Linked DNA regions of Rattus norvegicus: region 1 is linked to region 2. A link is a contact called in public Hi-C data. All regions are on one chromosome and are shown on one strand. The core of a region is the stretch at or near the end of the contact, and the rest is flanking DNA. Distances in the headings are between cores, read along the strand shown. Region 1 overlaps Faul2 (FAU ubiquitin like and ribosomal protein S30 fusion like 2). Region 2 holds the start of Ksr1 (kinase suppressor of ras 1).

Region 1 (6,161 bases), core at 736-3,235, 160 kb after region 2:
TTTTTTTTCTTTTTTTTTTTAAAGATTTATTTTATTTATTATATATCTAAGTACACCGTAGCTGTCTTCAGATACACCAGAAGAGGGCATCAGATCTCTTTACAGATGGTTGTGAGCCACCATGTGGTTGCTGGGAATTGAACTCATGACCTCTGGAAGAGCAGTTGGGTGCTCTTAACTGCTGAGCCATCTCTCCAGCCCAACTTTCTTTTAGCCAGGATCTCACTAATGTGGATGTAGTCCTGATTAGCCTGGACTCACAGAGATCTTCCTGCTTTTGCCTCCCAAGTTCTGGAATAAAAGACACATGCTACCACAGGGGCTCTCTCTCTCTCTCTCTCTCTCTCTCTCTCTCTCTCTCTCTCTCTCTCCCTCTCCCTCTCCCTCTCTCTCTCTCTCCCTCTTTCTCTGTCTCTGAAACAGGGTCAAACTCCTGATCTTCTCCAGTGCTGAAAATTACAGGCATGAACCATCTACCATTTGGTTTATCTTGCTGGGTTTTTTACATATAAGGTTTATCTTATTTTATGTGTGGATGTTTGACCTGCATGCATGTTTGTGCACCACATCCATGCTCTGGTGCCCACAAAGGTCAGAAGATGGGGTCAGAGCCCCTGGGACTGGAGTTACAGTGGTTGTGAACCACCATGTGGGTGCATAGAATTAAACCCAGGTCCTCGGGTTGGAGAGATGGCTCAGCGGTTAAGAGCACCCGACTACTCTTCCAGAGGTCCTGAGTTCAATTCCCAGCAACCACATGGTGGCTCACAACCATCTGTAAAGAGATCTGATGCCCTCTTCTGGTGTATCTGAAGACAGCTACAGTGTACTTATATTTAATAAATGAATAAACCTTTTAAAAAAAAAAAAACCAGGTCCTCTGAGCATCTCTCCAGCCCTTGTCTTGTTCTTTTACCTAGTGGAGCGGTTTCCATTCTGTGCCTGTGCCATTATTAGTAGCAGTACTTGTTTCCCTTCTAGAGGCAGGGTCTTTCCATGTAGCTCTGTTTAGCATAATATTCAATATGTACCCCAGGCTAACCCTAAATGTGTAGGGATCTTCCTGTTTCAGCCCCAGAGTGGTGGGATTCCAGGCATCACCATAGCCTTCAAAGGCTTTTTTTTTTTTTTGAAAATGGAAGAGAGAAATATCAGCTATATCCAAGTTTGAGAAGAAGTTTGCTGATATATATATATATATGTGTGTGTGTGTGTGTATATATATATATGTGTGTGTGTGTATATATATATATATATATGTGTGTGTGTGTGTGTGTGTGTGTGTGTGTGTGTGTGTGTGTGTATTTTTTTTATGGTAAGCCAGGAGCTGGCGAGATGGCTCAGAAGTTAAGAGTATTTGGTACTTTTTTTTTTTTAAGACCTATTTATTTTATTTATCTTCAGACACACCAGAAGAGGGCATCAGATCCCATTACAGATGGTTGTGAGCCACCATGTGGTTGCTGGGATTTGAACTCAGGACCTCTGGAAGAGTAGTCAGTGCTCTTAACAGCCGAGCCATCTCTCCAGCCATATTTGGTAGTCTTACAGAGGACCTGAGTTCAGTTCCCCACACCTACAGTCACCGGTAACTACTGGGGAGGCAGAGGCAGGCAGACTCCAGGAGTTCAAGGCTGGTCTGGTTCATACAAAGATAGAACTACTTAGTGAGACTCTGTCCCAAAAAATAACAGATGGGGCAGCAGGGGAGTAGGCAGCGGTGTGGTTGTTTTAATCCCAGGGCTAGGGAGGCTGAATCAGGAGGACCACCTTTTTCCAGACCAGTCTGGGCTCCTTCCATAGGCAGAACCTGCCTTCAAAATCAAAAACCAACAAAAAGGTTTGTTAGACAAGACTCTGCTGTGGTAAGTCTATTGACATTCACCCTGATTATAAAACCACCCCGTATATCACCTGCTGCCAAGCAATTCCCTTCGCCCATCGGGGAGGAAAGGTTTTTATGTTTGACAAATAAGGCAAAAGCACACAATACATGGCTAAGCAAAGGAACAGGAAAACCAGCCACAGAACACTGAAAACCAGGAAGTGGATCTGAGCTTTAAGGGACTTCTGCCCTCTGCTGGCAATGTTTGCTATTGCACTGCCTGGGTGGTTTGGTTTTTTGTTGTTGTTTTGTTTTTTTTTTAAGTTAACCAGCAAATTCAGAATTTTATTTATTCGTTTAAATTTTTCTTAAATACACCTCATGTACCTCTTGATGAGCCTTGAACTACATAGCCAAGAATGACATGGGCTTTCTGATCCTCTTCTTGGTCTTCCAAGTGCTGGGTTTATAGGCTTGTGTCATCCTGCCTGACTTTATGAGCTTCTGAGGTTCAAACCTCAGCAAGCCAGTGAGCTCACTACAACTGAGCTACACGCGGGCCCAAATGAGAATCTTACAGTTGAGGTTTATGGCCCATGGAGTCTAAATCCTTCTTTTTAGGGATGAAAAAAGTGTGGTTCATGATTTGTTCAGAAGAGGTTGTTTTGTGGTCCTAGAGATTGAAGATAGGCTTTGCTTATGCCAGGCCAGAGCTGGGCCACTGAGCCCCTTATCAGTGTGTTTATGAAACTCTCCCAAAGTCACTCAGTCAGTCGTGTAGTAACAGCCCAGGACCTGTCCCTGGAAATGCATTGTTGTCAGCAAACTCAGATTTACAGAGACTCTCCACAGGGTGAGTGAACACTTTAGATTATCTGTAGAAGAGCATCCTTTTAAGCCGAGCTGGGGCTGGAGCTCTGGTAGAGTGCACTCCCAGTGTGAACAGTACCCTGAGTGTGATTGCTGGCACCACAAGCAAAACAAAAAGCCTCTGACATACTAAATGGGGTGATCCAGGGTGAGAGTGAGTGGCTGAGGATGGGGCTAAGCAGCAGATGGCCTGGGTTCAAATACACACACTCGCACGCACACCATACAAACACACACACGCACCACACACACACCATACACACACACACATATCCTACAAACACACACACACCATACACATACACCATATAAACACACACACACCACACCCACCCACACACACCAGACACACATACACACCATACACACACACACACCACACACACACACCATATAAACACATACACACCACACCCACACACACACCAGACACACATACATATCATACACACACACACACACACACACACACACACACACACACACACACACACACAAAAGGAAGGAGGACTGGAGAGATGGCTCAGTGATTATAGAGCACAGACTTTCTTCCAGAGGTCCTGAGTTCAATTCCCAGCAACCACATGGTGGCTCACAACCATCTGTAATGGGATCTGATGCTCTTTTCTGGTGTGTCTGAAGACAGCTGTAGTGTACTCATATACATAAAATAAATACATCTTTAAAAAAGAAAGAAAGGAGAGAGAGAGGAGAAGGGAAGAAAGGAAGGAAAGAAGAAGGAGTCAGGGATTGCTGGAGAGATCTCTTAGTGGTTAAATGTTCTTGCTGTACTTCAAGAGGACCCAATTACCTGTAACTCCAGTCCTCCAGTTTCAGGGGATTTGACAACCTCTTTTGGCCTTCTTGGGCACCTGCATGGATGTGGCATACACACACACACACACACACACACACACACACACACACACACACACACACACACGGGGTCAAGGGAAGGGAAGGGAAGAGAAAGGAGGGGGAGAGAGAAAAATTAAGAAAATAATTTTAGGCCAGGCATGTTTGTGCACAATATTTCTGGACCAACTTTGAAAAGCCAGGTCTCATAGGAAGATGTTTTTTAAAGGTATTAAAAATACTTAAGAAAGGGGTTGGGGATTTAGCTCAGTGGTAGAGCGCTTGCCTAGCAAGCACAAGGCCCTGGGTTCGGTCTCCAGCTCCGAAAAAAAAAAAAGAAAAGAAAGAAAAAATACTTAAGAAAAACAGATGGTGGAGGAATAGAGTGGCCTGTGAGGCGGAGAGAAACCGAACTAGAGATGAGGCGGTGTCGTGGTTGGTGCAGGTCCTCAGGCTGCCAGGAGGTTCGGGCCACCACACGCTTGCCTCCCTTGTTGCTGCTCTATAGGCCAGAGACCCCATGATCCACAGTTGGGGAGCTGCTGTGCTGCCCCTCACGCTTACTCGACCTCCTGGGGAGAGGAGAGGGCTGCGAGCATGACGGTTGTATCTGGGATGCAGATGGGGCAGCCGCTGCCAAGAGCAGGGTGGTGAACAGCCTAGAGGTCCGGCTCCAATCACACACACACACACACACACACACACACACACACACACACACACACACGTCGTGCTGCCCAACTGCAGGATCACCTTGACTCTGCAACAACAAGATATCCAAGATGGAGAATAGTACATTTCCTGGACTGAGTCTCCTTGAAAGACTTCTGTGGTCCATGCTGCCACCGGAGGCCATGTTTATGTCTGCGATCTGTACTGCAGCCAAGTTGAAGTGGAAGTACATGATCTGTGCTGCCTGCTGCTTTGGACAAGGAAGCTTCTTTTGCAGTGGTATCACTGACTGCAGAGTCATAAATGAGAATGAGAGACATTGAAGGCACCCTCCACCTCCCATCCCCCCAAAAGAAACTTTCTAGATATGAAGCTATTGAAGAGTCTTTAAAAACTGTGATAAAGATCAACTTTTCACAGTTGATGGCTTCCAGCGCGGGGTGGGGTGGGGTGGGGGTGGGGGAGCAGGGAAGAACTCAATTTTCTAATTTCGGGGCTGGCCACAAGAGTTAGACCATGCTCCAATGGATCTAATAGGGCAACACAAATTGGACTTAGTGGGTTTTTGAAGTGAAAGGCACAAGTGTGGGAGGGTGGGTCTCGGAGAAATGGGAAGAGAGTGTTATGGGGTACATTGTATGACATTCTCAAATAATTAATAAAATTTTGTTGGGGAGAGGGAGAAAAGAATTTTAAATCTTAGCCAGAAGCATCCCCAATAGCAGTTTACAGGTAATTGTAATTCCAGTCCCAGGGGCTCTGGCGCCCTCTTCTGGCCTCTGTGAGCACTGCATGCACACAATGCTCAGACATACAGGCAGATAAAAATCCTCATACATACACACACACACACACACACACACACACACACACACACACACACACACACACACACACACACACACACAAACTTGGCCAGCTTTGTCTACACAGTGACAGTCAAGGCTACATAGTGAAACTATGTCTCAAAGATAAGAGACCTCCCAGGGAGTGGGGGGCTAGGGAGTAAACTGGCAGTACTGAGTACATGAGTTTGATTCAGAACCCAGGTAAAGGTTGAAGAAGAGAACTGACTTCATAAGGTGGCCCTCTGAGCTGCTCTGGTGTGCAGTTGCAGTGTGTTCCCCACGCCCCACATATCACGCGCACACACAATGTTAGATAAATAAATATTTAAATTTGAAGTTTACATTATCTTTCTCATGGTCATGGTTATTGTTTTTATAACCTCTGCCTTAGTCCTCTAATCATCTTCATTGTTTGATGATATATCTACTCTATGGAGTAATAGGGCTGAGATCTAGAGAATTCTTTTTTTTTTTTTTGATATAGAATTTCATGTGTCCCACTGGTCTCAAACTGAGGATGACCTTGAACTCCTAATTATTCTGCCTCAACTTCCTAAATTATGGAATTGTAGGCATGTGTCATTTCACCCTATTCATATAAGCTTTTCTTTTTTTTTAAGAATTATTTATTTAGTTTATATATGTGAGTACACTATCGATGTCTTCAGACACACCAGAAGAGGGCATCAGATCTCATTACAGATGGTTGTGAGCCACCATGTGGTTGCTGGGAATTGAACTCAGGACCTCTGGAAGAGCAGTCAGTGCTCTTAACCATTGAGCCATCTATCTCTCCAGGTCCCCGCCCCCAAAAGCTTTTCTTTAGTTGTAAATTCCTCTTTCTAGTAAGAAATGGTGACATGTGGTTTGTAATGTAGGCAGGAGACTCAGAGTTCAGTGTCGTCATGGCTATAAGACCACTGCTATGTGACTCTTGGACTGCATGAGACCTTGCTTAAACAAAAAGGTAAAATGAAAGAAAAATTCCACTAACACTCTCCACCTTCTTTCTTTCTTTAATCTTATTTTGAGAGAAGTGCTTATATGGCTAGGACTAGCTTGAGACTGGACTTGGACACCGGGCTGGCCTC
Region 2 (5,669 bases), core at 804-3,303:
AGGAGCGGCAAAGGCCAACACAGAACATTCAGCAGCCCAACAACACAGCAGTGTAACAGATATACACTGCAGGACAACGACCCCAGAACTATGACACACAGGCCTCCTATTGTATCTGCTTAAAACGTGAACTTTGCTGGACACACAAGCTAAGCTGTGTTCAAGAAATCCACATGCAGAAAAGCCCAGTGCAGGGCTTTGTTGGTTTGTTTTTAAAGCAAAGCCCTGGTCAGTCCTGCTATAGCAACTGTAACAAAAACCAATAATAAGAGCCAACACTCTTTGGAGTCTCCCAATGGTCCTGGCTTCATGGCTTCTATGAAAATACAACTAAGGGAGAGTCACCCTGAGCATTTTGGATTAAACAAGGATTCAGGCTTGTGGTGTGAGAGGAGGGAGGACTGGTCTTGTAATAATTACAGCAATCACCGGCTGGCTCTATGACAGCTGGCAGATGCAATTAGCAAAAAAGAGAGAGGGGGGGGGAATTATGTATCTAATAAGACATCCTCAGATCTACAGACACCAACTGTGGCAATGGGGGGAATGAGGAGGGCAGGGGGGGCATCCTTCGGGACAGAGTTATTAACTGACCCTTCACTTTCAAAGGCCTTCCAGTCTCTAGGCAAAAGCAAGTTGGAAAGGCACTAGTTTTCCTCCAATGTGTAAGGGAGTGGGGAAGCGTCCCCTTCTGAAGTCCCAACCACCTTTCTGGCTGGTTCTTCCAAATCCTTTTAATGCTGCACTTCCCAACTATAATTTGAGAGAAGAGAACTCACACATTTTGTTTCTTCACTGCACTCCAGGGTCATCTCTGTCAGCAACCCCCTTAAGTAGCCTGTTCTTACCAAAGCTTCCCTTCCACACTATAATCCTTCCTAGGCCAAAGCTCAATGTTTGGGGTGGAGTAGGGAAGTCAACGGGTAATTTCATTTTAAGCAGTGAACCGCTGTGATATCGCCAAAGAAAAGCACCCCAACGCCCGAACAGCAAAAATGCTGTTTCAGCAAACACTTTTTGAAAAGCGGCAGAGACCTGGTGGAAAGGAAAGAGACAGACAAGGAAAGCGGGGTGTGAGGGGAAAGTTAGTGCTACCGACCGACGCTCACACTTCAGGGGACGTCCCCCCACCACCCCAGCCCACGCTACCGGACTTAAAGCACACAGAGAAAAGTCCAGCGCGTGATTCAGTGGGACAATAACCACTGTGGACACTGAAAAGGGGGTGAGGGCGGAAAGGGGTTTGCAGTGGGATGCCCGCGTGCATCCTACCCGGCACGCTGGTCTTCGAGACTCGATCCAGTCCCACACTAACACCCCCTCCCCCAAATTTTTCCAAAGTGAGCGCCGGTCATAGGTCCTCACTCTGCCGCATCAGCGAGCTCGGGCAAGGGAGGAAGACTCCAAACAGCAGACCCGGCTGCAGGATGCAACTCGGGAAGGAAAGCAGTGGGGCGGCTCCCGAGCCACAGCCGGGTCCGGACATGGGGCGCAGCGGCCCCTTACCTCTAGGGTCCGGATCTCCTGCTGCGTGAGGTCGTTGGACACTGAGCACTTGGTGCGCAGCCCGCGCAGACTGCCGATGGAGATATCAATGAGCTTCTGCAGCTGGCCGCACTGCTGCAGCGCCCGGCTGGCGGCGGCCCCTGCACCCCCGTCCGCGGCCGCCGAGGCGCCCCCGCCGCCGCCCTCCTTTTTCTCGCCCATCGCTGCTGCGCGCAACGCCGCTCTATCCATGCCTCGGCATCGGGGCCGCTGGGGGCCGAGGCGAGGTGCCCGGGGACACGGGCGCCTCCGCAGAGAAGTCCGGAGCCGGGAAGGCTGCACTAGGAGCGCCCCTCGGTGCCTCCGAAGCCTGCAGTCCCGAGAGCCTGCTGCTCAGTCCGCTCCTCCTACCACTCAGACGCGGCGGCAAAGCGAAAGCCTCCGCGACCCGACGGCTGTGGTTGCCGGAGCCTTTAAGCGACCGCGGGGGCCGGATCGGGGCCGCGGCGTATCCTGGGACTTGTAGTGCGCATCTTGCATCTGCCTTCTGGCCCGCGCCCTCGGGGCCCCGCCCGCACTCTGGCCCCGCCTGACGCCTAGAAGGGGCTGCTCTGCGCCTGCTCCAATTCGTGTGCGTCGTGGTCTTGGTAGTTTGATTCCCAATCCCCTTTCGTTCCTTTACCCTCATCTCCCCCTACTACGCCCTTCTCACACACGCAAGCGCACACACATCAGTAGCTTCCCTAGACCGGCGAATGGGGTGGGGCAGGGACTGATGGCTCAGACACAGATAACCCCTGTCTTGTGGGAGCCTCAATAGGGTCCCAAATTTTTCGTGTGAGCTTAGGGGTTGCCATGTATGGGAATGCACTAAGGATTGCTCAGCCGCAGAACACTCGCCTGACAAACACAAAGCCCTAGGTTTGATTCCCCAACACTGTTGAAAGAAAAGAAAAAGAAACACCCACCTTCATCTAAATTTCACACTTGACTCTGAGTTGTCTTTGCGTTCACATAAAGCTTGACCTTGAATTGTCACACCAAAGTTAATATGCCGGCAAGGAGAAAGGACTTTCTTCTGTGTTCTATTTGCTCAACAAAATAAGTTTAGTGTCCCATACCCTGCAGATGCCACGTGGGCAGGATATTAATTTGTTGAACACTTCTAAAGTTTCGGGGCAGAGAGAACCTGGCTTCAAATTTGAGTCCTACCACTCCACTACCCAGTATGTGAATTTGGACAAATGGCTTTTCCTCTGAGTGCCCAAGTTTCCCCTTCACAGCCATCTAGCCCAGAGGGCGTCTAAAAAGGTTATTATATTTGTACAGCACCCAGATTAACTACTGGCATGTGTGATCATGTATACATGTTAGCTCCCTTCTAACCTCAGACTGTTCAGATGAGACCCTGAGCCTAAGCAGTCCCGTGATCTTAGCAGCGGTATTCCCCGGTCCGCCCTAATCCAACATCTAAGCTTTATCACACCTGTTCACTCTCCTCTCCTGGTCGACTGTCTCACGTGTTCTAGCAATAAAAATGAAGTGAAAGCAAGCCAGGTGGCAGTGGCACCCAGGAGGCAGAGGCAGGAGGATCTCTGTGAGTTCGAAGCCAGCCTGGTCTTCAAAGCAAGTTCCAGGACAGTCAGGGCTAGACAGAGAAACCCTGTCTTAAGGCGGGGGGGGGGGGGGGGGGGGGGGGGGGAGTGAAATTGAAGCCAAGTATGGTGCACACCTTCAATCTCAGCACTCCAGAGGCAGAGGCAGGAAGATCTCTGTAAGTTTGAGACCAATCTGGTCAAATCATGAATTCAAGACAGGCTTGGGCTATATAATGAGATCTTACCTCAAAACAGGGTTGGGATAGCACAGCACTTAAGAGCTCTTCTCCTGCAGAGGGTGTGGAGTTCTGTTCCCAGCACCCATGTGATGGCTTACAATCATTTGTAACTTCAGTTCTAAGGGTTCTGATGCCTTCTAACTTCTGTGGGAACCAAGTATTCACATGGTTACACATATATGCATACATGTAGGCAAAACACTCATACCCATAAAATAAAATTAATCAAACAGAGCTAAACAAAAACAGCTAGGTATGGAGGTCCACATCTATAATCCAAGCCTTTTACAGGCAGAGGTCAGAGGATTCCTTATGTGAGACCAGTCTAACCTATCTAGCGGGACCCTGTCTTAAACGGTTATGATGATACAACAATCCTCACTCTGTGAACAAGACTCCTGTGAAGTACTTACACATTCCCCGGTGCTGACTGTGGCCATAGCCAACCCCACTCCAGACCCTGCATTAGAGGAGCAACTACCCGGAAATAAAGCTGCAATGGTGGTTTTCCAAGCTTGAATAACATCACAATCAGGGGAAGGACTCCTTCATCCTAGAATGATAGACCCATCCTGTAGTTTCCTGATCCATAGATCTGAACCTAGGCCTTGAGAATTTGCATTTCTAGCAAGTCCTTAGGTGATACTGGCAACCATAGACAGCATGCTTTGAGAAGCCACAGTGCAGAAGTTGAATGGATTTCTCAATCTCTCTCCACCTTGTTGTTTTGAGGCAGGGTCTCTCACTGAACCTGGAGGTTGCCAGTTCTGCTAGACTAGTTGGCTAACAAGCCTCAGGAATCACAGGCATGTCTTGCTGGTCCACATTTTACCTGGGTGTTAGAGCATCAAACTTAAGTCCTTAGGCTTGGATGGCGAGCACTTTACCAACTGAGAAATGTGGCACAGACACCTTATTGTCCTGCGGCCTGTGGTACTCATGCTTATCCATGCCACCATGGTGACAGCAGCAGGGCTGGAGACAAACTTCAACCTCTTGGCTGCTATCCTTGGGCAGCTGACAACATGTGTCATACATTCACACAGATACACATAAACATACATAAAAATAAATCTAAACCGAGCACACACACACACACACACACACACGTGTCAACAATAAATTCAGAGAATATTGGGTGCTATAAAAGAAGAAAAAGAAGTATCCGAAGGTCACAGAACTGAGGTTGGTCAGTTTTATTTTGTTTGTTTTTTTTTTTTTTTTTTTGGTTCTTTTTTTCGGAGCTGGGGACCGAACCCAGGGCCTTGCGCTTCCTAGGCAAGCGCTCTACCACTGAGCTAAATCCCCAACCCCTTTATTTTGTTTTTGAAGCACTCACTATGTAGCCTAGGATGTGACCTTGATCCCCTCATCCTCCTGCCTCTGCCTTCCAAGTGACAGGATGACAAATGTGTACACAACACTGGGCTGTGCAGAGATCTGAATAAGGAAATGAAGCTACTTGTGCACGTGGTTCCCCAGGAAAGGGCCACTCCAAGCAGGGGCCACGTGCAAAGGCCCAGAGGCAGGAACGTGACGCACTGCAGGAAGAGAAGGAAGGCTCAGATCACCACAGCCTGACGAGAAAGAGCAGGAGGAGATGGTCCAGGGAAACGGGACGGGGCTAGGTAAAGCAGGGCATAGAAGGGAGGCTGGGAATTGTCTGTAAGCCTGTATCACTCCTGATATGGCACAAGAGCAATGGTAACTACGTCACCTGGGAACCCCTTAGAAATGTCCTGGGGGCAGGCAAGATGGCCCATGGACTGCCAAGCCAGAAGATATGAGGACAATCCCTAAGACTCACATGTTGGAAGGAGAGAACATACTCCCAAAAGTTGTCCTCTGACTGCCAGATGTAGGCCATGACACATTTCCACACACGCGCACACCATATAAAAACATGGGGGAGGGTATATGAAGGAAAAACACGCCACCAAGAGCAAGGTGTAGCAGCCCAGGTACTAGAGAGGTAGGAGAATCTGTTCACTGTCAGTTTCAGAGTTCTGTGACCAGCCTGGTTGCTGGGAATTGAACTCAGGACCTCTGGAAGAGTAGTCAGTGCTCTTAACCACTGAGCCATTTCTCTAGCCCCATAATATATATTTCATAGAGATAATTAATTTTGTGTGTGTGTGTGTGTGTCAGAGAGAGAGAGAGAGAGAGAGAGAGAGAGAGAGAGAGAACAGGTCAGAGGAGACAACTTTGGTCCAGGGGCTGAACTGGGTCATCAGGCTTGGTAGTAACTGCCTTTACTTTCTGAGTCATCTTCCCTGCTTCCTTGATTGAAAAGAAGACAAGTGACTCTGTCTCGAGGAGCACACTGGTGCCTTAGGGTGTACACTGT

The links. A called contact is a pair of places that touch in the nucleus more often than the background predicts.
Region 1: a contact with region 2 is called in a Hi-C map of psoas muscle, with 2.7 times the contacts expected there. The contact joins the enhancer-like site here to the promoter of Ksr1 in region 2. A contact is called at or near these places in 2 of 12 Hi-C or Micro-C datasets (Schwann cells and psoas muscle).

Annotation. Positions count from the first base shown.
Region 1 is chr10:64,755,061-64,761,221 of GRCr8, forward strand. The region is part of intron 1 of Faul2 (FAU ubiquitin like and ribosomal protein S30 fusion like 2); the gene reads left to right. Among named protein-coding and RNA genes, the nearest start is that of Wsb1, 41 kb to the left of the region's middle. Within about 2 kb of position 1,986, at least 6 of the 93 cell types and tissues checked have an H3K27ac peak or open chromatin away from gene starts, as enhancers often do.
Region 2 is chr10:64,594,029-64,599,697 of GRCr8, forward strand. Ksr1 (kinase suppressor of ras 1) reads right to left here and starts at 2,054. Exons shown (of 19, transcript NM_001382488.2): 1 at 1,507-2,054. The coding sequence starts at 1,737.